Linked DNA regions of Hordeum vulgare: regions 1 and 2 are each linked to region 3. Evidence: chromatin contacts called from public Hi-C data. All regions are on one chromosome and are shown on one strand. The core of a region is the stretch at or near the end of the contact, and the rest is flanking DNA. Distances in the headings are between cores, read along the strand shown. Region 1 holds the start of LOC123443642 (putative E3 ubiquitin-protein ligase RING1a). Region 2 holds the start of LOC123443679. Region 3 holds the start of LOC123443651 (zinc finger CCCH domain-containing protein 36-like).

Evidence for each region. A called contact is a pair of places that touch in the nucleus more often than the background predicts.
Region 1: a contact with region 3 is called in a Hi-C map of leaf, with 4 times the contacts expected there. The contact joins the promoter of LOC123443642 here to the promoter of LOC123443651 in region 3. A contact is called at or near these places in 3 of 6 Hi-C or Micro-C datasets (leaf and seedling) and 1 of 1 datasets of contacts at active chromatin or transcription factors (embryo).
Region 2: a Hi-C map of leaf shows a contact between it and region 3, with 2.6 times the contacts expected there. The contact joins the promoter of LOC123443679 here to the promoter of LOC123443651 in region 3. A contact is called at or near these places in 3 of 6 Hi-C or Micro-C datasets (leaf and seedling).

Annotation. Positions count from the first base shown.
Region 1 is chr1H:443,272,601-443,276,125 of MorexV3_pseudomolecules_assembly, forward strand. LOC123443642 (putative E3 ubiquitin-protein ligase RING1a) reads right to left here and starts at 1,495. Exons shown (of 10, transcript XM_045120120.1): 1 at 1,189-1,495; 2 at 922-1,069. The coding sequence starts at 1,360.
Region 2 is chr1H:443,967,870-443,971,427 of MorexV3_pseudomolecules_assembly, forward strand. It overlaps LOC123443679, which reads left to right and starts at 1,673. Exons shown (of 10, transcript XM_045120188.1): 1 at 1,673-2,035; 2 at 2,625-3,555. The coding sequence starts at 2,677.
Region 3 is chr1H:443,569,338-443,572,951 of MorexV3_pseudomolecules_assembly, forward strand. LOC123443651 (zinc finger CCCH domain-containing protein 36-like) reads left to right here and starts at 1,487. Exons shown (of 7, transcript XR_006630758.1): 1 at 1,487-1,817.

The DNA of each region.
Region 1 (3,525 bases), core at 245-2,744, 300 kb before region 3:
ATGTTCAGAGCACGACAGGACAAGTCATGGCCAAGACAGTGCAGGAAACACGAAGATGCTCCCAATGCAGAGGAAGGCGGCACCTGTTACGAAACTGGGAAAATCCACCGGAAGATCTTACATGGGCTGGGTGAGCTTGAATAGTGTTTGCCATAAGGACACGGCCTCTCCACACAACCATTAGACGTGATGAACAAGGGTGCACACGGGTGGGAGGCAGGCTTGGGCAGGGAGCTCCCACGGGTATAAGCATGGCAAGACCATTGCGATCCAGGAGGTCAGGCTAGCAGCAGAGATGGGACGAAAGTGTTGGCCGTGGCCGCACACGATTCAGAAGCAAGAGAAACAGGGAATTTTTCAGTGGACAGCTGAACCACGACGAACATGACCGCCAGTTGAGATGTGGCTGGCGACTCCGGGGTAACAGCTTCGGTATGCGGCGATCGACCCTGGATGCCGGTCCCAGCATTTGCCGTCGCGAGCACGGCGACTCCGCGGAGCCGTGTGACGAAAGCATGCATGCTACAGAAAGATCCCATGACTCGGCGGTGACCGGAGCACTCACGGCGGCCGGGACGGACGAAGCGGTCAGCACCTGCGCCTAACCACGAGGACGACTCGTGGTGGGCTGCCGCTGCCGCCGCCACGAGAAACCCGACCCAGCATACGAAGCACGACACGACGAAGATCCAGCGCTCAGCCCGACGAGGCGAGACGATGCGGCCATCGGCGGTGCCGCCGGCCCAGGGGGGCTCCCCTGACGATGACCTCCGATACCACCCCGGCGAAGCGAAGCTAGCGTACGGGGACGCGGCGTGACGACGACGGGAAATCGGCACGGATGCGAGAGGAGGCAGAGGAGAAGGAGATAGGAAGGGGCTGAGAGGGAGGAGGGAGGAGAGGCGTGGACGGTCCACATACTCGTCCATGTCGGCGGCGTCGCTCTCCGACGACTGGCTGTCGTCGCCGTTCTCGTCGTCCCCGCCGCTGCCGCCGCCTTCCTCGTGCTCGTTCTCCTTCTTCCGCTCTTCCTCCTCCTCGTCGTCCTCGTCCTCCCCCGCGTCGGAATCTGCAGAGCCCGTCAAACACGCAAGCCAGTCAGCGACCCCGGCACCGAAACAGAGGACGCGATGCGTACATCGCGTGGGAGATGAGTCGGCGGCGCGCGTCGCTCGAAGCAGCTCTCACCACCACCGTCCTTGGCCAGCTCCGCGGAGCCCCCGTTGGCCGCCCTCGGGGCTGCGCCGCCGCCACCCTCCGTGCCGGAGCCGGCGGCCCCGGCAGCGGCAGCCTCCTCCTCCTCGACGACGTGGCCGTCGTCCGCGTCTGGCGACGGGTGCGGGCGCTTCTGCGCGGGCATTCCGGCCGGCTGGCTACCCTCCCCGCTCCTCGGCGCGGCGCTCGTCTCGGGCCCGCGGGGGAGAGGACGGGCGCGCGTGGGCGGGCGGGTGGGCGGGCGGAGGAGTGAGAGGGAGGAGGCAGGAGGTGGGTGGAAGCGGCTCGAGTCGAGGGGGAGGCGGAGAGCGAGAGGAAAAGAAAGAAAGGCGAGGCGAGGCAGGGGGAGGGGGTGGGGGTGGTGCCTGCCCTTCCCTGTGCAGCTGTGCTGCGTCGCGTGTAACTTTGGGTTGGTGCGCCCACGGCCCGACCCGCCCACGCCCCGGCCCGGTGGAACCGCCCTCCGGAACAAAATTTTAACTCGCGGCTTGCTTACGCTATATAGGAAAAATAATAAAGACCGTGGGGGGAGGACGAGCTCCAGTCCGTCGTCTCCGGCGAGACGGTTCGTCGTCGGTGAGCCTTTGGGGTCAACGGCGGTAAGCCGGAGGAACTTTCCAAGGGGGAGGCGCAGGCTGCATACGGGACGTGCGCTGCGTACGTAGGCTTGCCCGATGCAGGAAGGTGGTGATGATTGGGAGTGGTACTCGGTTCCGTTGACTAATGCATCCATGTAAGTTGTGTTCTTCAGCGTGTGGCATCTAAGCCACGGTTGGTAGATCCGGTCCTTAAACACGGCTTAACTAGTAGGAGTATTTCCTCTGTAAACTTAATATAAACGCATTTAGAATATTATTTTAGTAATCTAAACACTCTTAGGCCCTGCTTGGGATGCCGTTTCTATGCCAAATACATTTGTAAAAGAAATATACATCTTCATCCATCGGTTTAGTTTCAGCTGGTTTTATACTTATGACTGGTATAATACCTGTGTAAACTATTACACCTGTAAAAACAAAAAAGTATCCCAAGCAAGGCCTTATCATTCACATTCGTACTCTTTATATTATTAGACATCCTATATTCATATTAACCATGTAACTTGAAGATAAATTACATAGATTATTGCATGGACTACGAAACGGAATTAGATATGTATATTCCGATCATCAAAAGATCCCATTTCGATCTACAAAAGCTAGTCAAAATTCATATAATCCACATACGACGAACAAGTTCTAACGACAGTACTAAATAACTACAAATTAAACGAGGAAACTCATCACTTCCTCATCGAGCCTTTGCCCTATCGGTCACTGACACGGTTGTAGGCGTCCGCGACTGGTGGATAGTCTTGGTCATCGTCGGAGGAGGTGCAGTTGTCGACATCGCCGTCGTCAGAGTCGGAGATGACGATGAGGCCCTTCATCCAACGCCCGCCGCGTCCCGTCGCCTCTCATGGCGGGCGGTGCGCACTTTCGATTCCTGGGTGCGCATGCGGGCCGGCAACGCGTTCAATAGCACCCACCGCTCCCCATGTGGAGGAGCGGTTCGCGGGGGGGGGGGACTTCGCAGGGGCGGCACAAACTGTGTTGTCCTGGCGAAGTTGCGCGTGGGCCGGGAGGGTCCAGCTCCGGCGGCTGCACTGCGCCGACTCAAGCTGCAGCGATGCTCCGGATCCAGAGTTGCATCTAGTGTCCACCTCGGACCGCTCCAAGGCAATGCGGAGGGCCAACTCCTCGTCCCAGTCGAGGTCAAAGCCAGAGTGGCTCCCGGAGCTGGACATCGGAGTGGATGGGATATGAAACGTAAAGGGAGATGAGAGGACGGAGCGAGAGATAGTGAACTAGGGCTCAGAGCGAGGCGTTGGATGGGGTTTTTCGTGGGACGATGGTTAAGTTGGTGGTGGGCCGGACCTCTCAGCTAGGACATGGCGGGCGTGGCGGAAGCGCCCAGGCGTGACCAGGCCGCCCCATATCTTCCCTACATTTGGAATGTATATGAGGGATGCTAGTCAATCTGGATGTTTGAGACGGGGTTGAGTAGTCCGGTTGGGTCATTTTTTATGACCTGTTAGTGGTCGCACGGACTACCCGGGATTTGAGACGAATTTGAAAGGTCTGACTCTAAATGCTCTTATGACTATTCGTGAAACAGGCTTTTGCCCCGCTTAATATATAAAGCAACAACCAAACAAAGTACACGGACGAACGATGCAACGAGATGGGGTGCCCCTCATACACTGTCGATCCGAAGATACATGGATCACACAGAACACACGCGACTACGCTACTGAAAGAAAGTACAAGA
Region 2 (3,558 bases), core at 423-2,922, 400 kb after region 3:
GGTACAACTCCCTTTTTCCAGATTCATTAGTGTTCTACCTGAATATTTGTGAGCATTTGGTTTGCCATGGACAGAGTAATTTTTATGGATCTAGTACAACTAGTTTGTGATATGTGTGAGTTCTATGCCAGTAATTTATCTAACAAGTTCGAGATTATCCAAGTAACTCCAAAGAGATAGTGTTCCGGCGGGACTTGACATCGTCAACATGAACATAGTCCATGATAGAATTGCTAACTCTTTGATGAGCTCAAATCGATCATAGAGTTCTTTCATCTGCTCATGGACAAACTACTATTCTATTTTGTGATATGTGTAGAAGTGTGTAAAATATTTTGTGCTGCTCCTAGTAATCTAGTTGATGGGTTTTCGCTTCATAAAATTGCAAGCGTTCTAATATACCGATACATTGATGAATGATAAAATATTTGGGCTCGATTGCTAGTTCATCAACATTTCTATTTCTATGTGTTGTATTGATCCTTATAAAAAGTTGCTACTATTTTGCCATGTCAAAATATCATGTAATGCTACTCTTTTGCCATGTCAAAAGATACCATGTTCATCATAAGTCGGATGACTATTTAGTTAGATTTAAATTAGTGCTCTAAATCAGCTTGTAATAATGTTATTATCATTAAATAACGTGCAACCAATCTCTCAACTTTTAGGGGTATTTCATACATTTATCTCCATTCTTACAACACAATTTTCACAGCTACTTTTCCACAACAGATTTTCCGCAGCTGCTTTCAGAAATCCACAACCCAACTAAACACCACCTATACGCCATTAGTCGCAACCTGAGGTTTTCCCTTTTTTCGTAGATTCGTTTATTTAAAATGTTTTATCTCTTAACTATTGGATTTCTCGTGTCGTCATCTTTAAAAATAGATCTCATATTAATAGGGTTTTTTCATAGAAAAAAGGGACAAAAAACACAAACCGAATATGTTTTCCCCTTTTCGAACCCAAAGCACGTTTTTCCCTTTTCGAACCGGGAGCACGTTCTTTTTTCCTTTTGCGAGAGGCACGATCGTGCCTCTCGCGTAAGCAAATTCGTGTCTCTACATGAAATAAATGCAGGCCTCTTGCGGAAACATACGTTTTTTCTTCTCGCGGAAGCAAATCCGTGGCTCTACGAAAAGTAAATTCATACCTCTCATGGTAGGAAAAAATTGTTTTTTTTCTTTTCAAGAAACACGGTCATGCCTCTCGCGGAACCAAATCCGTGTCTTTCACGGAAGAAAATTCACGTCTCCACGAGAAGTAAATTCGTGCCTCTCACGAAAAAAAACACGGTTCTTCGCATAAAAAATCATTTTTTGGATCCAAAGCCTAAGAAAAGCCTTAAAAACAGAAAAATCATCTAAAAACGAAAAACGAGTGCAATTTAGAAAACTTTAAAAAATGACACATGAAGACGAAAAACGAGTGCAATTTAGAAAACTTTAAAAAAAGTGACGTGCTCTCAACCCGCTGCAAGTGACCCTTACGGGGACTCCCCAAGAAACGCCTTTTTTATTAAATGAAGCAGTTGCTTAGTGCGCGATATAGCGCTCTCTCCCGGCCGAACAGAGTCGACGAAGAACCCCAACCTGGGCCGGCCCATATAGACAGGGCGGTTGCGCGGATTTAGGATCCGCCTCGTCAATTCTCAAAAAAATAAAAAGGATCCGCCTCGTCTATTGGATTCCGCTGGCGAGGGCGTGCCGCGTGCGAAGGCAACCGCGTTGAGGTGGTGCCGCCGCCGCCGCCGCCGCCGCCGCCCCCCTGCTGCCGCCGCCTCTCCGTGTCCTTCCCTTCCCCACGGGCACCTCCCCACCTCATAGCCTCCCTGCCGCCTGCGTCACCCCCTACCGACTCAGTGCTACCCCCAACACCGCCGCACTACCCAGTCTGTGCTTCTCCGCTGCTGCCCCCCTCCTCTCTTCCCAATCCTCTACTTCCCCGCTGCGGACAAGCTCGACCTCTTCTAGGGGCCAAAAAGTTCGTACTCGCCGTCACCGGGAAAGTACCTTCGTGGTGTCACCAGGTAAAGATTTCATGCTCCTCGTTACTAGTTGATTTCTTTTGTTCTGCACGAATGTTTGGTACGTTGTAGATTTCTTGTTGATGAACCGTATGTACAATTGTTGTTGAAACTAATTAGAAATTCGGTCGTTGATGGCTTGATGCTTTCTTGTGAACCAAATCGAATAGTAAGATTTAATTTTACGTATTCGTTTGGTTGATTAGTTCACACCTCGTGTGCTATGTGCTTGTGCTTGTGCTAGCTCTTCGTTTGGTTGAGGTAGTACTGCCTTTTCTTGTGCCATGTGCTAAATTTGTATGGTCTTTTAATCTTGCAACAAATGAATGCAATTGTGTTGTTAGAACCTGGAAAATATGGCTGGTTACCAGAAGTTTACCTGTGTGTTTTGATTGTACTGTCTGGTGTTTCTTGTCCACGGCAAAGTGGACCGATAAGATGTTACGGGGCCTTAGAAAGATAGTGCCAACAAGGATTTCCGTTTCCTTTTATTTTATTATCTCTCTGTGAGATAATATATTGTCCATTTCTTTTTTATATAACATGCTTGCCTTGCTGCTGCTGCTTTCTGAACCTGCAATATTTCCTAAAGTGACTTTGGCAGGTCAAAACAGCTTCTTGGAGGCCACAAAGGGGGGTTGGACATGATTGATGATGAGGCTAACTTTGGCGACATCACTGATGCCCCCGCAGAAGCGGAAGCTGCTGTAAAGTTTCATCCTAAGGTGCGGGGCAAGCTTCAGAAGAAATCTGTGCCATCACTATCTGTTGTACCCAATCGTACAGTGGAAACAAGTGATGAGAAGGCTGTAGCTTTAAGTCAAGATAATTCCTCTCAAGGACTTGCCACGAATCAAGAAATAACATCTTCGACGGTTCTTGGTAGTGAAATGATTGGTGACGTGGAAGCTTGTGGGGGTACTCTTTACACACCTTCTGATGACATGCTGACAGTTTCTTCTATAGATAGGGTTTCTCGAAATGATGATCCTCATGATAATCCATCTGAAGTAGATACACACCAAGAAAACTTGGTTGTTTCAGATACCCAAGCATCATCCACCCATCCAACTAGCGAGACAGTTGATGATTTAGCTGACTTTGGGGAACTATTTGACACACATTCTGAAGAGGAAAACGTTGCAAAGTCCAAGCTAAAAATTAAGGTGAAACTCAGCAAGGCAGCATCCAAATCCCGAAAGACTGGCCAAAAGAAGGTAGCTTCAACTGTAGATGTGGTTTCACAAAATAAAGAGGATGGTAACGATGATCTCAGAGGATGCAACAATGAGCAGGTACAAGCTCCTAGACATGAAGAACATGTACAGACCTCAGATTCTCAGCCACCCTTGGGAACCGATGATGGTATAGTTGACAATTTTGCTAACCACAACCTCATCCTTGAAGAGCCTGTTCCAGCGGAAACAGCTGCAAAGTTACGCCCTAAATCACAAAGAAAACCTGGCAGGGCTTCATCCAGGGCAGTTGGGACTAGTGATGATTATGCAGCAGCTAATCTAAAGGTT
Region 3 (3,614 bases), core at 237-2,736:
AACATAGAGCGCCTTCTTTCCGTTTCTCGTCCTGATTGCATGAACACACTCATACACAACAAGGACATTATATGTGATGAGTTGAGCCTGCGTGGTACAAATGCATCTTGTTCCTTTGAGATCATGACTGACAACACCACTTTCAACCTATTTGCCAAAACTTTTGCAGCAATCTTGTATAGCATATTATAGAGGCTAACGAGGTGGAACTGGGAAAGCAATTTTGGTGAAGTTACTTTTGGGATCATAACAACGACCGTTAATTTTTTAGTGCCACCACACCCACCAGGAATTCCCTAACCACCATGCAAACAACTCCTCTAACCAACAACTAGTGCGGTTGATAGAACAATACCGGTAGCCCGTTCGACCCGATGCCTTGGTTGACCCCATTTGGAATAGAGTTGCCTCGATCTCCTCATCGCCCACTATCAACCATACATTCATTTCCTTTGAAACACCACCACCTATACATTATAACAATGCCCCGTCTGGATCGAGCCTTCTGAAGTGAATAATTTCTCATAAAAGGCCACTGCCATATTCCTCATCTCATCGTCCGTCGTGTCACGAGAACCATCATTTTGAGGAGAGCGTTGACCATTTTTTTTCCCTATGAGACACCCTATCTGTCGTCAGATTGAGCCAAAGACCGTTCAACTCCACCTCTGCATGTCGCTGTGGACCCTGCCCAGTTTGCTACACACCCCACCAAGATCCGTCTGGTCCTCGTCAACTATTTGTCACAGGTCAATAACCATGACGAGTCCATGCTTCCTCATAATTGAATCCCCTCTGCCTTTTATCTCATGTGACTTGTGTCATCATAACTTGACTAAGAAGTGCAGTGTGGCCAGATCCTTCCATCAAAATATGCTCGACACACGTCTCAGGAAACATTTACAGAAAAGTCATCATCGCATGTGGCTCGGTCTACCCCAACTTATTTTTTTTTCTCTGCATCTTTTTATTATCCCACGTAAATGGATATCCCGAGAGAACCCAGGTCTGCTAAACCACTATCGGCCAAGCAATTTCTTAAACCCTTCATTTCCACAAAACTTTGCGGGTTTCATTCTTGCTGTTCCGCTTGGAATACTACCTCATTAAAATCACCTGCGCAAAGCCAGGGAAGATCATCCTTGTTATCTGAGGCAACGGAGCATCCCAAGTTTTCACCCCTTTTTTGCTGAAGGTGTATTCCATAGCAAACGTTCGGGATGCCTTGCGAGTTCATCAAGTCTTTTTTTAAGACTTTAAATATTTTTTGAATTGTTTGAATTGCTTATCATACAATTCAAAAAAGAAAAAAGAATTTAACTATATGTCTCGTGTTGGGAGCAATGAATGCAGGGCTTTGATCGGATATATGTCCCGAAATATACCGCCGGGCCCGCCGAATTAGCAGAAACGCAAAACCACGCGCTCAGGGGCGGGGTCGTACCCTTTATAGCCGGGTTAGGGACGCCACCCCGTCGCCGTGGCGACCCAAATGCGACGCAAGGGCAGCAGAGATAGGAGAGGGGAAAGAAACTGAAGAGACCGAGGTTTTGCCCCCAAATCCCCCACCCCTCACGCGCACCTCGCCGCCGCCGCTCCCTCCCTCCCTCCCTTCCTCCACCAAACCCCCGTCGCCGCCGCGGCGCAGCACCGTAGTCGCCCCCCAATGGCGACTGCCGCTGGCCCCGTGGGCGGGCTGCCGGCGAAGGACGAGATTACGGATGTGGAAATGGAGATCATGGAGCAGCCGGAGGAGGCGGCGGAGCGGGCGGGGCTGAAGAGGCCCTGGAGCTCCGCGAGCGGCAACGGTTCTCACGGTATTGCCCCTCGATCGCCCTCTAAATGCATCCTCTACCGGTTCATGTACTGTTTATGCTTCTAGTTTCGGTGCATAATTGCTTCGAAACGCTAGATCTGTGCAGGCAAGGCTCGGACAGGAAGATCCAGTGGGGGAAAATGCGCATCTTCTAGTTTATGTGTTTGATTATTGGTTGATACTTGCTAAGCTGTTTTGCCTGTGTGGGGGGAGGCGCTGGGTAGGTGATCTGGCATCAGGGGGTGCTGGAGCTGTGATACCAGGCGAGAAATTCTACACGCAGTTCTGTAGGGTTTGCCTTGGAATGCTTGAGTTGCAATAACCGAGCCTTTCGCGCCTGTTTTTCAACTTAGCCGTTGGCGCTTATTTATGTTGCTAGCATTGCTATGCTGTTTTGGGTAGATGGGTTATGGTGAAGTTTTGTTGCTGACTATGGTTGACTTGATGACTTGTATCGGTCTATGATTGTGACGTCATTGGTACTATTAGTTGCTATACGACGAGGAGCTCGAAGCGTGTTTTAAGTAGGTGAAGCTGCTCGTGTAGTATAGCAGCAACTAGATGGTATCTCGACGCGACCTTACTATGGTAGAGCCAGCCAAGCACTGTACAGTGAAGCAGTTTGTCGTGTTGTTTGAGGCAGTTTTTTGCCGTTTCTGTATATCCTAATAGATTACGCCATCACGTGGATATAGCCATCTAGGCCAGTTGGTTGCGAAGTTGCGTGACCCTAGCGTAAGCAATTAGTTACAAAATTCCGCTTTTCATGGAATATTAATGGCTCGTATGCCTTGTTTTTGATTTTTATTAAAGAACAAACCCGTTTTTATCGCTTTAGTCAACTAACGGCCTAACACAGCAAATGTTGAGGCAAACCCTCATGTTGCTAATTTTGTTGAAGGAATGTAGAATTATTTGGTTGACCATCAAGTCGACCGATTGGCATATATAGTGAAGTGCCTTCGCGTTGCAATACGTGGCATTATGCTCATCTTGTGATTACTGTTGTGCTGATGTTAGGGAGAGGGTCAATTTTTGTTCAGTCTATTGCTCGAGACAAGAGTATGCGGTTTTGCAGGCTTGCAAACTGATATGCAACAGGTTTGCATGGCATGTTCTGACTCAGTCATGGGTCCATCTTGAGAAGTGTCTTGGAATACATTTGATTATCTCATGCGTCACAACCTTGTGGTTCACAAATATAAGGATGAAAAGGATAAATTCAGTGGCCTTCTCATTGTAGCAGGGAAGGCTTGTTTTCAGTCATGAAAATTATATTATTAAGCGTATTGTTGTGAATCTTGGAGTAGAGAAGAAAAAAAGACCTAGCACAATTGCTCCCTGCAGACCTTCCTATTACGATTGGACTTCTTATAATTTCCTGGAATCTTTCCTAATTCTCTCCCTTCTAGTAGTCTTATAATGATTACTTACCCTTTCACTTGTATTCCTTGTGAGCCATTAATCTTGCCTGACTTGGACTCCACAAAATCCAGCAGAAGCTTGTCCAAGTTGCTGCTGCTGCTGTCATTGCCCATTGCCCAATACATCCATAACATGTATGAACCAAATTTTGCCCGTATCATCCTATCAACTATCATTAACTGGTTTGTTTGCTCTTATTATATCCCCTGATTCCAACCCTATTTACTTATCATTGGTTTTGCCATGGTAAAGTAAACACTCTACGCTGCTTTTTTGATTTGGGACCATTTTATATCCAATACCCCCTGATTGGACCATTCTTCTATGTCCATTTATTATTTGCTCAAAACAATAGAAGCTTTTCAGCCTCCAG